2 separate regions of the Mustela erminea genome follow, and region 2 is linked to region 1. A link is a contact called in public Hi-C data. All regions are on one chromosome and are shown on one strand. Each heading gives the region's core, a stretch centred on a gene start, on an enhancer-like site or on the middle of the called end of the contact. The rest is flanking DNA. Distances are from core to core; before and after follow the strand shown. Region 1 holds the start of PAFAH1B1 (platelet-activating factor acetylhydrolase IB subunit alpha). Region 2 holds the start of MNT (max-binding protein MNT).

Region 1 (7,603 bases), core at 1,491-3,990:
AAAATATATCATACACTGACAAACAGTCTTAAATCTCATCAAAATCACATTTACCACGTGAATCTGACATTCTTTTGAAGATATCTATTTACATGAATGCTTGATGCAAGACACTAAAGTGACCTACCCTCTCTATGGTAGAACCTTACAAAAGGTCCCTTTCAAGGAACAACACAAGAAGAAAACCTTTATAAATAGCCTTTAACACAAATTATCTTATCTTTTTTACTCATCTTTGATATTATTAAAAAATAAGATTTACTGTTTCAATCCAAACTAAAGTAAAAGAAAACAACTATAGTATTCTCATTTAGATTTTTGCCATATTTTCAGTTACTATTTCTTGCCAAATATTTCCGGCATTCGTTAACTTACACTTAACTTGACTAAAATAATAAAAAAAAAATTAACACAGGTTGTCTATATATGTGTGTATGTATACACAAATACAGAAAGACAATAAGTGTCCCTGTTTTAGGGCAGGGACATTGCTTTTTACCCCCATCATTCAATACCCACCTTGCAAAAATGGTGGAAACTAAAAGCATCAGATTTTAAAATTTACTACAGAGAAATGCCTTTGTTGTAGCACCAATTAGTATAAAATAACCTTACAAAACATAAGCAGAAGAAAAATGCTATGAAAGGGCAATCTAGCATTTCACAGCTTCTGCTCTCTTACTCCACCCAGTCTCCTCAGCTCAATGGCTGTTCACAGCATCCACAAATATTAGCCCATTTTTAAAAGGGGAGGGGATAGGTACCAAAATAGGGTTATCTCTATCAAAATCAATACATACAGAAATATCTCATAAAAAAATTGGGTTTCTTTCTCTAAATTATAAAACAAATTTAAAAATAACAGCTTCAAATTTGTTTTAAGAGATCCTCCCCTTCTGAACAATCCAAACAATGATCATTTATAATAAGACATGAAAGAATAAATCACCCTAAAGACAGATTACACTTATGCTTTAATAAAAACTGCAATTTGCAATTGCCAGTTATTTTGCAAAACTGTGTCTTGAAAGACACCCATGAGAGATTAAAAGCTAGCTGATGTCTTAGAAGCAAATCAGAATTTTTTAAGTAAAAGCTTTTTATATATTCAATATTATATCACTGCCAAAATATCCAGGCAGGAAATTTTCCAGATTAAGAAACCTTAAAGCAATCAAGCCCTGCTGCAGAAAAAAACAAACAAACAAACAAACAAACAAACAAAACAAAACAAAAAAAAATTTTTTAAGCAAATACTACTGTGGCAAAAGAGGAGGGATGACATTACTGGTATGAAAGGCCCAAGCTCTTTCCTCCGCCCTAGTCTCAAGATGAAATTCACACAAAACAACCCACTTCCCAATAAAAACAGAATTACCAAAAATGGCATATATTTTTTGTTTAGCCTTTAAAACGTTATGAATCTCCAGGACTACGTGCTGAAATAGAGGTCGGGATAACAGTAATATCTTTATTCTCTCCCGATTGCCTCTAAGGAAGGGGGGGGGGGTACCTTGGCATGACATCGCCCACTGAGAATGAAACCACAAATCTGGTTCTTCTCTTCAAAAGCACAAATTCTTAACCAAAAGGTTGATGTAATTTGGACCCAAACCCCAACCCCAAAAGAAAATTTCCTGCCCTCCTCCCGGGGAGTTTCTTGCTAAGTCACTGAAGAAAGGCAGAAAAACAAATAAAGCCAAGGCACCTTGCTTGCTCTCTTATCTATAATACTGAAAACCTACTCCACTTCTCTACTGCTTAGAGAGACAGAGAGTTAAAATTTGCCCACCAGCTCAAAGACATTTTCTATTTTTTTCACCTGGGAGACTAAAGAAGGCACTGCGTTTCCTAAAGGAGTGGGGAGATAAGATGAAGGGGAATGGCTGAGGGCCTCGAAGCTGTCTTACAACGTCAAAAGGCAACTCCCGTCTCAGGAGCCAGTGGCAGAAAAGAAAAACCTGCCAGATTCGGTGGGTGGATGCTGCGGATGGTTCGGTGGGTCGGCCGCTCCTCTGGAGAGGGTGTAGAGCCTGGACCACCGCACAGAGGGACCAGTGAAGGGCTGGGCCATCCTCCTCAGATCAACCCCATCCTAAGGACAGGTGGGGGACGGAACGCCTGAAGGCCTGTGGGTGCCAAGGCCGCGCGGAGCTGAGCGCAGTCCCCGAGCCGCCAACTCCGGGTGGGGTGGGGACTGCGGAGCTCGCCTTCCGCGGCCAGGGAGAAGAGGGCCAAACCCTTTCCCCAAGATCAGACAGCGACCTGCTCTCCACGCCCTTCCTACCCAAGAATACTTTTCTTGCTAAGTCACTGAGGGAGGAGGGCGATCTCTTCCCGGGGAGGGCCGCGGGTGGAGTCGCGGCGACTCCGGCACCCCCGAACCCGGGCCGGGGAAGGAGGGGAGCAAGGGCAGCGCCCTCCCCGGCCTGTCCCCCCTCCTCCCGTGTCTCTCACTCAACGGCCGTCGCGGCCGCCATTTTGAGAGCGAGGAGAGAAGAAGAAGGAGGAGGCGGCGGCAGGGGGAGGGGAGAATGGGAGGGAGGGGACCGGCGCAGCCACCTCGTCAGGCCGCCCGGCCCGGCCCGCAGCCGCCCGAGCGCTGTGGAGAAGACAGAGAGGAGGGCGCAGACCCTCGCCGCCTTACCGGAGCGCTGCACCGCCGCCTCCGCAGGGCCTCTTCCGTCCTTCACTCCCATCCACCGGCGGGGGAGGGGGAGAGGGAGAGGGAAGGGAGGAAGGAGGGAGGGAGGGAAGGAGGGAGGGGGAGGATGGCGCGCTGGGCCCGGTCCCGGGAAGGGGGAGGGGAGGGGAGCGGGCGGGCTCCTCAGCCGTTCCGGGGCTCGAGCCCAAGCTTGGCGCTCGCGGTTTCTCTCGCTCGCGCCCGAGCTCTCCTCCTTCTCTTTCTCGCTCCTTGGGCTCCGGGATCGCTGCTCGTTCGCTCGCTCACTCGCTATCTCAGTAGCCGGACTCCGCCGCCGCCCCGCCGCTCCAGCTCCGTCTGTCACAGGAGCTGCCCCAACGCCCTGACGTCACCGCGCCGCCGCTGCCGCCGCCGCCGCCGCCGCCGCCCCAAACCCGCGGGGATGAGAGGGGGGGGGGGGGCCGGGAGCGGAGAGGGCTGCGGCGCATGCGCCGGCCTGGGCCGGGCCCTAAGCCGCGCAGCCTTCCGCTTAGCGGGCGGGTGTGCGATGCAGTTTGGCGGTACAGAGTGGCGGTCTGTCGAGTTTGCGCAGGAGGTGCGCCTTCTCGCGTTCTGCTCGCCTCTGTAATCTTGGGTTCCTTTTTCCTAGACTCGCGTCTGACGGTTCAGGGACCTCATGAATTCCGGCTCTGTTCACCTCCCCGCCCTGCTTTTGCCCACAAACAGAGCTGTCCCCGTTTCTCCCGGCCAACAGCGGGGACCCGTTGGGACCCGTGGATTGCGGGCCCCGATGGGCTTCAGAATAAAGTGGAGCTCGGGCCAAGCTACGTCCGGCCTTCGGCTTTATTTCCCAGTTTGGTGGGGGCGAAGAGGAGGGAAGTCTATTGGATTGGTTTGGAGAGAGGAGCTGTTGAGGTTAAAAGGCTGATGGAAAGCCCAATTGTTTCATTTTTTATTACAGATCTTTAATTTGGAGGATTCGCTTTTAGACATGATTCAGCTATTCTTTTCCTTAGTCACACACACGTTTGAGACACTTGAAGTCTCAAAACTGACCCCCAAAGAAAGACCTGGAACTGTAATCTCAGAAGGTGCTCACGCCTTCGTGTGTGTGCGTGTGTGTGTGTGTGTGTGTGTGTTTGGTAAATTATAGGTTAATATACTAATGACGAATAAGTCTTGCGGATTTGCAGTCTATTTATTCCACACAGAGCTATTTGATTTAAAACAGGCCAGATTTATATTGCACTGTATGTTAACTAAAATTGAAAATAAAATAAAATGGGCTTAATTTGAAGTTCTGAACTTTTCAATATGGAACAGTCCCTTAATAAAAGGTATCTAGTGTGATTATCTATCTATTAAGTTTATATTGTCCAAGGAAACTCGTTTCCTAAAACGTAGGTTTAGGCTTATGTTTATTGATTTTATTAATTCCCTTTATGTAGGTAAATGCATACACTGACCTTAAGAAGCAGCTGGGTTAATGAAAGAGAGGACTTGGGCATGAATCCTGGATCAGCCATTTACCGGAAGTGCAACCTTGGCTAAATTACTCTCTGACCTAGGTTTCTCCATAAAACAGACCTAATAAATAGCCAGCTTACAAGGCTTCTGTGAGAAATGGAGAGATGATGCTGCATTTGTGATATATAGTACCTTAGTGGGGAATCCTAGGTAATCATGTAACCATTTCTGCTGCCTGATACCAAAGCAAGTTTCCTTTTCCAGAGAAAGATTGTCTCTATCCCTGAAGGTGTTCAGGAGGAGCATGAGTGAGGGATGGTTGTCTGGAGGGCTTGGGTTTTTCTTTACCAAGGCAGGGAAGGAAATCAAAAGGTCTCTGGAAGGTCTTTTTCAGGTTTACAGCTTTGGAATTCTTAAGTTGGACAAAGACAACAAGAGGAGGCACAGAGGTTTGGTCTGTGCTGTGTCCCCTAACAGTCAGTAAACATGAAATAAATTAACCTTTCTTGTTCTAAGAATCTACCTTTGGTTCATTTTTACCTTTTAAAATATTTATTGTTGGGGACACCTGGGTGGCTCAGTTGGTTTGACGACTGCCTTCGGCTCAGGTCATGATCCTGGAGTCCCGGGATCGAGTCCTGCATCGAGCTCCCAGCTCCATGGGAAGTCTGCTTCTCTCTCTGACCTTCTCCTCGTTCATGCTCTCTCTCACTGTCTCTCTCTCAAGTAAATAAATAAAATCTTTAAAAAAAAATTTATTGTTGTGTGATATCACACTCCCTGGTATTTAATCAGCTGAGTAAATCAGTTATTTTTAAAATGAATGTTCCAAAAGCCAACAGAATTACCCAGAAAGAAATCAGAATCACATTGATAAACACTGATTTAAGACAAATAGGTAGTAGTGATTGCTGTAAACCTTGAGCTCATGGACTCATGTATTTAGAATCTTTAAAATCTGTTTTTATGTGATTACACGATAAATTGAGATCAGCTTTTATTTCTGTAGCACTCCTTTAAAGTACAAACCCCCTTGGGAGGAATGTATAAAAACTTTCCTTGGATTATAATTTTTCCAAATGGAAATGAAACTGTGTTATATGCCTAACTTGATGTGGAGTGATGTGTTATGGTTCTGTGCACTTTCTTTTCAGTTGCTCAAATGATAGATCCATCTTAATAAACACTTGTCTTTTAAGAATGGAGAATCAGGACATCTATGCCATCCATCATAATTCATAAGGATTACTAGAATCTACTACATCTATCCAGAAAACATTTAATAATGAATATTGTGGATGATGTTTCTTGAGAAAAGAGTAAGTATAAACATCGATTTGACTTACCACAATTTAACAATCTCCCCATTCATTTGAATTGCAGATCTTTGTTTTTTCAGCAGACATTTTCAAAATGGAAACATTTGTTTCAATTGCTGCAGTAAAATTAGTGTTAGTTTAAACAATTCTGCAAATAAGCTGACTGGAAGAAACACTCCAAAAATACTATTGGGGAGAGGACAAAATGTCTTCTAAAATCTGTTTACAATGAGCACAAATTTTTTTCTTTTTTTAAATTATTACTTGTATTATCACTTTTTAATTCCACTATAGTTAACATACAGTGTTATATTGGTTTCAGTTATAACAATTAGCACAAATGTTAAAACTTTGTTTTGAGAATTAAACTGCCCTTTGTTTATAGGCAAAGACACATTGTTGTATGTTCATATCTGATAGAAAGCAATTAGCAAATGGTGAGAAGATAGCTTTCAGGTATACAATTTATGTGAATCAAAGTCCCATCAGAAAACCATGACCCAACTGGCAAGAGACTCACTGTAGGAGATTTTAGCTAATTAATTTGTGTACCTGCGTTTCTCCAAAGCATGGGCATGTCAGTGAGGGCAGGTCCAACTAAACCAGTCATTCTTCATCTCAGCATCATGACATCCTCATGTGTCACAAACATTGGGAAGCCATAGAAACAAAGACTATAAGGTGAAACTCTCAACCCAGACATAGAAAAAATGTTTACAAGCTGCACTTTGTAATCTGAAAACTTTTAAAATATATAGAGAAAAATAATTTGTAAAATGCTAACATAAAGAAACAATACAAAAGGACATGTCAAATTCATTCTAGATGTCACCACCATAGACCATGAGGAAAGTAAAACAAGCTTTCTTCTTTTTATGTCTGTGTGTACACCTAGTAGAGTAAAAGATTCTGAGAGGACTCAAAGAAGGCTTTATGGGGGAGGTGATTTAAAGCAGACCTTTAAAAAATGGCTAGAATTTTAATTCACTCATTCACCAAATATTTATTGAGTTCCTTCTATGTACCAGACACAATGAAGAGAACAAATAGAATCCCTGAGGTCATGGAGTTCGTATTCCAGTAGAAGCCACAGGAAAAAAGGTGACAAAACTATGATGGCAATAAACAATATTGAAGTGAAAAAATAGGAGAGACTGCACTAGTGAGGGTAGTAAGAGAAAACATTTTTGAATGAAGGACATTTAAGCTAACAGTAACCAAGGGATTGCAGTTTAAGGGACAAGTGGAAAGGCCCTGAGACAGGAAAATGCTTGCTGGGTCCCAGGAAATGAAAGAAGGTCCTGGTAGGTAGAATGAAATGATGGTGAGGAAGGAGGCTTCTTGACTACATTGGTACAGGGGACACCATTCACATTTTATTCTCTAATAGCGCATCAAAGAAAAGAAGTAGGAGACAAGATCAGAAAGACAAGTAGAAATCAGATCATGCAGGACCTTGAGAGCACAGTATAGAATTTGGATTTCATTTTTTTAATTATTATTTATTTATTTTTCTTTTTTGAGAGAGAGAGCATGCAAGAACATGAGTTGGGGAGGGCCAAAGGGAGAGAGAGAATCTCAAGTAGGCTCCACACAGCACGGAGCCCAATGCAGGGCTCAGTCTCAGGACCCTGAGATGACTTTGACCTGAGTCAAAATCACTCAACAGACTGAGCCACACTGACACCCCTGGATTTCATTTTATAGCTGTGGATAAAGATAAAGACAAAAACCAAAAAAATATATTTTGACCCTGTTCTTTTGATCCCAAGGACTTAAAAATAATTATTTTATTGGGGAGTCTGGGAAGCTCAGTTGGTTGAGTGTCAGACTCTTAGTTTCAGCTCAGGTCGTGATCTCAGGGTTGTGAGATGGAGCCATGCATGGGGCTCCAAGCTCAGCAAAGAGTCTGCTTAAAAAGGAAAAGACTCTCTCTCCCTCTCCTTCTGACCTTCCCCTCCCCCTACACTCTCTGTCAGATAAATCTTTTTTAAAATTGTGTTATTATTTTACCTTTTTTTCCCCATTCATTTATTTGACAGAGAGAGACACAGTGAGAGACAGAACACAAGCAGGAGGAGTGGGAGATGAAGAAGTAGGCTTCCTGTGGAGCTGGGAGCCCTATACGGGCCTCGATCCTAGGACTCAGGGATCATGACCTAAGCCAAAGGCA
Region 2 (7,603 bases), core at 3,751-6,250, 190 kb after region 1:
TGAAGCCCCATGTTAGGGATAGAGTTTACTTAAAAAGAAAATCGTACTGTGTTTTCTTACTGCTTTAGATCCTAAACTTACACAAGAATTACTGAAGCAGAGGAACATTCTTAAAGGTTCTTTGTGTATATTTGCCAGTTTGGTCACTAAAAAGGTTGTGCTAGTTTACATTTCCATTAAGTGCCTGTTTGTTTGTTTTTTAAGATTTTATTTATTTATTTGACAGAGACCTCAAGTAGGCAGAGAGAGAGGAGGGGAAGCAGGCTCCCTCCTGAGCGGAGAGCCCGATGAGAGGCTTGATTCCCAGACACTGTGATCATGACCTGAGTGGAAGGCAGAGGCTTTAACCCATTGAGCCACCCAGGCGCCACCCAGATGCCCCTAAGTGCCAGTTTTTACCACACCTTTGTTAGCACTACAAGGCTAATTTTTGGTGTCTTTTTCTTTTTCTTTTTTTTAAAGGTTTTTGTTTGTTTATTTATTTATTTTAGAGAGCACGTACAAGTGAGGGGAGGGGCAATGGGAGAGGGAGAGAGAATCTCAAGCAAGCCTATGCTAAGCGCTGAGTCTGATACAGAGCTTGATCTGCGCACAACCATGATGAGATCATGGCCTGAGCATAAATCAAGAGTCAGATGTTCAACCCAGGCGCCCCAAGGCTGATTTTTTAAAAAAATCCTCTTTTGAGGTGCCTGGCTGGCTGGTAGAGCATGTGACCCTTGATCTCAGCTTTGTAGGTTCAAGCTCTACATTGGGTGTAGAGGTTACTTAGAAATAAAATCTTGGGGCGCCTGGGTGGCTCAGTGGGTTAAGCCGCTGCCTTTGGCTCAGGTCATGATCTCAGGGTGCTAGGATCGGGTTCCGCATCAGGCTCTCTGCTCAGCAGGAAGCCTGCTTCCTCCTCTCTCTCTCTCTGCCTGCCTCTCTGCCAACTTGTGATCTCTCTCTGTCAAATAAATAAATAAAATCTTTAAAAAAGAAAAGAAATAAAATCTTAAGGTTGCCTGGGTGGCTCAGTAGGTTAAGCGTCTGCCTTTGGCTCACGTCATGATCCCTGGTTCCTGGGATTGAGCCCTGAATCAGGCTCGTTGCTCAGCAGGGGAGCCTGCTTCTCCTTCTCCTGCTCCCCCTGCTTGTGCGTTAGCTCTCTGAGACAAAGAAATAAAACCTTTAAAATAAATAAGTCCTTTATTAATTGATAGACAAGAATATTCCCAGTGTTTTAATTTTATTATGGTTATAGCAAGGTCATTTTCATATATTTATATGTAAATTTATGTTACATATATTTTATAAAATTTAAATTCTATTCTGTGTTCATTTTTCTACACAGGTGTTCTTTTTGTTATTGAACTGCAAGAGCACATTTGCCAATATTACCATCCATTCTGTCATTTACCTTCCCCTTTTATTCATGGTGATTTTGTTTTGTTTTTATAATTAGGAGCCTGTAGAGGTGTTTTGTTTTGTTTTTGTTTTTGTTTTAAGATTTTATGTATTTGACATAGAGCGAGCACAAGCAGGGGGAGCAGCAGGGAGAGGGAGGACAGGCTCCCCGCTGAGCAAGGAGCCCCATGAGGGACTTGATCCCAGACTCGGGGATCATGACCTGAGCTGAAGGCAGTTGCTTAACCGACTGAGCCACCCATGCATCCCAGGAGCTTGTAGAGGGTTTATGTAATCAAATCTGTTATGTGTCTGCCTTTATATTTTCTTTTCTTTTTTTTTTTTTTTTTTTAAGAGAGAGTGCATGAGGGAGGGGTGGGTGAGTAATGGAAGGTGGGGGGTGCCTGGGTGCCTCAGTGGGTTAAGCCTCTGCCTTCAGCTCAGGTCACGATCTCAGGGTCCTGGGATGGAGCCCCTCGTTGGGCTCTCTGCTCAGCAGAGAGCCTGCTCCTCCTCTCTCTGCCTGCCTCTCTGCCTACTTGTGATCTCTGTCAAATAAATAAAATCTTTAAAAAAAAAAAAAAAAAGGAAGAGGAGGAGAGAGAAGCCGACTGCCCCCCTCACCCAGGGCTCCATCTCAATACCCTGAGATCATGACCTGAGCCAAAATCAAGAGTTGGACGTTTAACCAACCAAGCCACCCAGGCACACCATCTGCCTTTATATTTTCTTTGTTTGCCTTCATAGGCAGAACTCTTAACTGCTCTTGCAGCAGAAAAAAATATTTCCTTATATTTTCTTATGACTCTTTTTGGCATTATTTTTTACATGTAACATTTGAATTTATGTTGGTATATGATGTGACGTTTAAGAACCTAACTGTGTTTAGCAAATGGTTACTAGTCCTCACAGAGTAACTCTCAAGAGAGATGACTGGTAAGCTCCAGCACTGCAGTCTGAGGTATCTGTGATGGGAAAGGTACTCCCGCAGGCTGGGGCGTGGGGGGTAGGGTCATGGACTGTAGCATCCCCCAGCGTGGAAGTGTCAGGAGAGGCATAGGCTGGTATGCGTCTCCTGGAGTGTCCTGGGTTGTCCCCAGCACTGTCCAGTAGAGACTTCCCAATGGGCTCTGGGTCTTTAGAAAGATGTCCAGTTGTAGGTGTGGAGCTGAGCCTCGGATTTAGGCAGTCTGGTCATTCACAGGCCACTGCTCAGGGCCTTACATACTATTCTGAGAGGGCATCAGTTATTATGAGCACAGGTAGCTGATTTCTTGGTTTTAGAGACTTGACTGTGCAGCCTGCCCTTTGGGTGAGCTTGGATTGCTGGGACAATCCACCTCAGTCCTTTCCATGGGGCATTACAGTCTAGCTGCTCTGCCCTGGGGGTCCTCCCCTGTCATGGACACACCCCACCCCCACTTGACCCAGTTGGCTCTTGACTCACATTACAAAACTGCACCTTGCCGCTGCTCATAACCTTGCCCCGTCTCACTGCCAATGACCTGAATTCATTTTCTCTCATAAAGCCTCCTCTTTTTTTTTTTTTTTTCCCCAGAGGAATAGCTGAAGTTCATATCCTTTCCCTCGTGCCTTTCTGCTTTGATCAGCTTCTTCCTACCAAGTCTCCAGAGCCCCCATCTCTAGCCACAGTGTTTAGTTAGCCTCTTTGGTTTCTCAGAAAAGCTCAAAGTGCATGGCTCCTCCCCTTTTGCTTCAGAACTGCATTTCTTTCCTTATTACTCAGTGTCCACACCCAGGGCGGTTGTCTGGATAAAAATCTGCCCCTTTCCCCCAGTCACCTTTTCAGGCCAGATATAGGCACCAGTGAGGAATGGCTGTCTGCCCAGGCCCAGCTAGAAGCTCTTATTTCCTCAGTGGCCTGAGTCTCTGAGATTGTCTGGGCCTCTGGATCCTAAGTCTAGTTCTCTTTCCTTTGCCTTGTCACTCCTCTGCTAAGTTTATTTATTGGGTACCACTAAGCAAAGTTAATGACTGTTCCTGTCTTTAGCCAGAAGGGGAGAAGTTATCTCCCTATCACCCATTTCTGTGAGGTTTTCTAGGACTCTGGACCCACTTCCCAGGTTTGGCTATCCAACGCAGTCAGGGGAGAACTAGGCCATTCTTCTCATCCCAGCTGACACTAAGCAGCTTTGTGACGTTGGATAAGACATCTTCTCTTGGGAAGATAGACTAGATTATCTCAACTCTTCAGCTGTGAGATCATATGAGGCAAGGGAGAGGGGAAAGTAAGTGACTTGATTGTACCTGTTTTGTAGGTTCAGGAGAAGTCCTTTACTCAGTGGGAGTGGAGGAAGGTAGCTGGAGACTTTGGTGGAAACTGCTGGCTCTGAGGGTCCCACCTCACTGATGGCTGGATGAATACCATATGGAATACACCTCTATCAGAGCCATTCACAAACCTGCTCATCATTCAGACTGGGCTTGTCAGGAATCATGTATGGGCCACTTAATTTCTTCTTATCCGTTCTTAGGAAATATGATGCTCTGGGAACCTAAACTAAATGAGTACATCAGCATGCTTATGGGTCTTTGTGTGGTTGTAGGATCTCTATGCTGTGTCCAGTGTGGTGGTGGTAGAGAGCAAAGCTAACCTTTTCCAGGTATTACTGTGGAGTAGAGTCCTGTTTGTGACCTCTTACCCCACCCTGGCTTACCAAAGTTCACCTGGCCTTGGCTACAAGGCTACCTAGCACATGTCGGGCACACAGTAAATATTTGTTAAATGAATGTCATCTGTGACCCTGGGTTTACTACTAGTTTTCTGTCCCTTCTTCATCCTGGCTGGCTTTCTTTCTCTCTTTGGTCTTGTCTTAATTATGATATGTGAAAAGCTCCTTAAAACCACTTGCAGAATTTGAGAAGTTGGTCCTGAACAGTTAGGACATCTTCTGGGATCTAATGCAAATACCTGTACTTTGGCTTTACTTCCTTTCTGCCATCTCATTATGTATGCATCTTAGGGGGTCAGGAAACTGATCTTCATACGTCTTGGAGTTGCATTTGTATGTATGTATGCAATGCTTTGTTTGAGGGAGTGGGGTGGGGTGGAGGGTGGAAGACAGTCTCATTAAGAGAATATCTCTAGCTTGGCATATTAAAAAATTGAGGGATGAACTGGGCATTGGGATGCACAGACTTGAGGAGGAAGACTAAAAATAGAAATCCTTTCATGAGAAAGTACACAGTGATGGGTGGCCTAGGTGTCCCCCTGCTCTAAAGGTACTAAGCACCTAGAAGCCATAATAGAACTTTAGGAACAACTTTTTGGAGATGGCTGGCCTTTGGATCATTCCCAAAGTGTACCTTTGTGCTGAAACATCAGAAGGCTTCTTTTCACTTTGCTTTGAATGAATACAGTTGCCAGCTTCTACCCCAGTTCCATCCCTTTGGAACAGGGAGCTGGGGCTAAAATGTTAAACGGCTCTCCTATTCATTCCCCTCTCCCCTTCTTTTTCTTTTTTTTTTTTTTTAAGATTTTATTAAGAGAGAGAGATCACAAATAGGCAGAGAGGTAGGCAAGGAGGTGGGGGAAGCAGGTTCTCCGCTGAGTAGAGAGCCTGACATGGGGCTTGATCCCAGGACCCTGAGACCATGTCCCGAGCCACAGGCAGAGGCTTAACCCACTGAGCCACCCAGGTGCCCCTCCTCTCTCCTTTTATACCCACCTTGTAGGTATCTCCCACCCCAACTGTGTCCCTTCCCCAGCTGGGGAAACCCTGGCTGATATATTCTGTTTAGCCATTTTCAGTCTCCTGTAGGCAACAACGGCTCAGAAAAAAAGCCTCCTTTATAAACCCTTGCTTTTGCCTAACATCCCCTGGCTGCTGTCCCCACATGACCCAAATAAACAGATGATCATGTGAAGCCAGTAAGGCTGTTTGTTTTAAATAGCAAGCATCTCCACTAAGCTCTGGAGCAGATGGGGTATTGGGGGCAAGGGAGAGACTGGCATTTGACTCTGTTCACCCCACCTTTATCTCAGGCTTACCCACCCATGAAGGAAAAGGTGTCTTCAGAATGCTCCTTTTCAGAGGGGTGCCTACTTAATGGAAAAGAGCTGGTATCCGGCAAGAAGTCAAAAATTGGGCTTGGGCCTCTGTAAGAGACTTCAGGACTATTTGAGTGCTATGACCACTTGAGGACGGCAGAAGATACAGCTGAATGGAGCTCTCTGAGCATCATGGGCCACTGGACAGAATAGTACAGTGCTGACCCCAAACAAAAAATTTGGTCAACATTGTTGCAGGTAACTGTTACGTTATATAAACTGTTTAGTGCCCCACCCCAGCATACACACCTGTGTATTGCCTTCAAACTTCTCATTTTCTTTGGTTGTTCTGTGGGCCAGGCCAGCCACACTAGTAGCAGGTGGCAGATATCTAAATGGAAGCAATTTAAGGACCAGCACAGATCTCGCCCTCCCAAGAGAAGGGCATTCATCCCAGGACACCTGGGCTCCGTTGTTCCCACCCTCTCCCCCACCTTCCTTTCCAGATCCATCACAAGCCAAGCCAGTGGCACCTGGACGTGTGTAATGGCCTCTGCTCAGTTACAGATGCTAGGGCATCAAATGTGTGAAGATCAGATCCTTCCATAGACTGCTGCTGGCAAACAGTCCCCTTCCTTCTCTTCACTAGGTTCTTGATTTCCAAGATCCGTGCAGGTTTTCTTTCCTTGGTATGTATTATGCCCTCAAAGGAAGGGAGCAAAGCCAGCAGGCATGCATTTGTACCGGCTTTCTGTGCCTCTAAGCTAGACCCCAAAATAGGAACATAGCCCTCCAAGGGCACAATGGGGTTGGGATGGGATGGGAAGAGATGGGTTGGCAGGATGGTCTGCCACTCAGCTGTCCTCATTACGTTTTGCTTTGTAGCTTTGATGGTGAATCCCAGGCTGCAGGATTCTGAACCCAGCTGGCATTGTCCCATTCTGAACTGGTAGCAAAAAAGGAATTTAAGGCTAGGACGCAGGGGCCAAAGGACTGCAGGCATTGGGCCCACAGAGCTGTACATGTGTTAGGGTGCTACCAAAGTGCCTTCAGTCGGTCTTTGTGTAACTACCAACTCTACCAGTGGGGCTTGTGTGGCCTGTGCCAAAAGAAGCAGAACAGCAGGGTTTCAGGTGAAGATTTTGGAGACCCAGACTATAGTATATTAAGTGGACAACTTCCTGTGCAGACAGTTTGATACTCCTACACGATTTTTTTCGAATTGGGTGCCCTGCCCTGTTTCAGAACTGCCTTCAGAAGAGTCGTCGACGGGGTCAAGGATAAATACTCCTTCCTCCAGGGCATGCAGCAGTTGGAATACCGAGTGACTTCAGACAAGTCCTCTCTCGTGTCTGGGCCTCAGTTTCCTTATCTGCAAAATGAGACTACTTATGCTGACAAAGGTCTAACTTTATGATCGTACCGCAGGCAGCCCCAAACACTAGCTCAAGTAGCGGCGGCAGCGAGCGCCAGCCCGGGGTCCCGCCCTCTTGGCGAGCGCGGTGGAGACCAGGCAGAGCGTCCCGACCCCCAGCCCCGCCCGCGGCCTCAACCGCCCAGCGGCTGGCAGGGCCAGGCTTCCGCCCTCCACGTTGTTGTTCCCGATTTGGGCCCCGCCCCCTTGGTCTCGGCCGCGGACGCCCTGCGTTAACTGCCCCCGCCCAGGCCCCGTAGCAAAGGGTGGCCTGTGGGGGCATCAACATTAGATAGGCGTGGACAAAGAAGAATTTGGGGGTAGAAAAGAGAGACTTGATTTGGAAGGAAGGGTGATGAAAAGTAAAGGGTAGGCCACGGCACAACTGCAGAATTTTCCTCTCGGCGTCTCACCCTCCGTTCTTAGAGTGGACCCATCCGCACCTAAGAATGTGACCGTGTTAGACACTGGCCCTTTAAACAGAAGGCTGGCGGCGCGGGGTGTCCATGTGGAGCTGCTCCATGCCGTGTTGTCCTGCCCGCCCATTGGCCCTTGGCCCGGTGACGTCGTCTAATAGGATGCGAACGCACTGCGGGGGGAGGAACGGAGGCAAAACGAGGAACCGGATTATCGCTCCGCTCCCTCCGCCTGTCTCTGGCAGCCTCCTGCCGTCAGCTCCGCCCACGGGCGGATCCCGGGGGAATTGCGACAGCCGGGGTGGTTGCAGGAATTAGGTCACGTGTGGGTAGGGAGCGGAGACCCAGGGGTCAGGCCAGTCTTCTAAGTCATCC

The links. A called contact is a pair of places that touch in the nucleus more often than the background predicts.
Region 2: a contact with region 1 is called in a Hi-C map of spleen, with 6 times the contacts expected there. The contact joins the promoter of MNT here to the promoter of PAFAH1B1 in region 1. A contact is called at or near these places in 2 of 3 Hi-C or Micro-C datasets (skeletal muscle and spleen).

What each region holds. Positions count from the first base shown.
Region 1 is chr18:15,913,877-15,921,479 of mMusErm1.Pri, forward strand. It overlaps PAFAH1B1 (platelet-activating factor acetylhydrolase IB subunit alpha), which reads right to left and starts at 2,741. Exons shown (of 11, transcript XM_032319412.1): 1 at 2,648-2,741.
Region 2 is chr18:16,099,131-16,106,733 of mMusErm1.Pri, forward strand. MNT (max-binding protein MNT) reads left to right here and starts at 5,001. Exons shown (of 6, transcript XM_032320416.1): 1 at 5,001-7,603.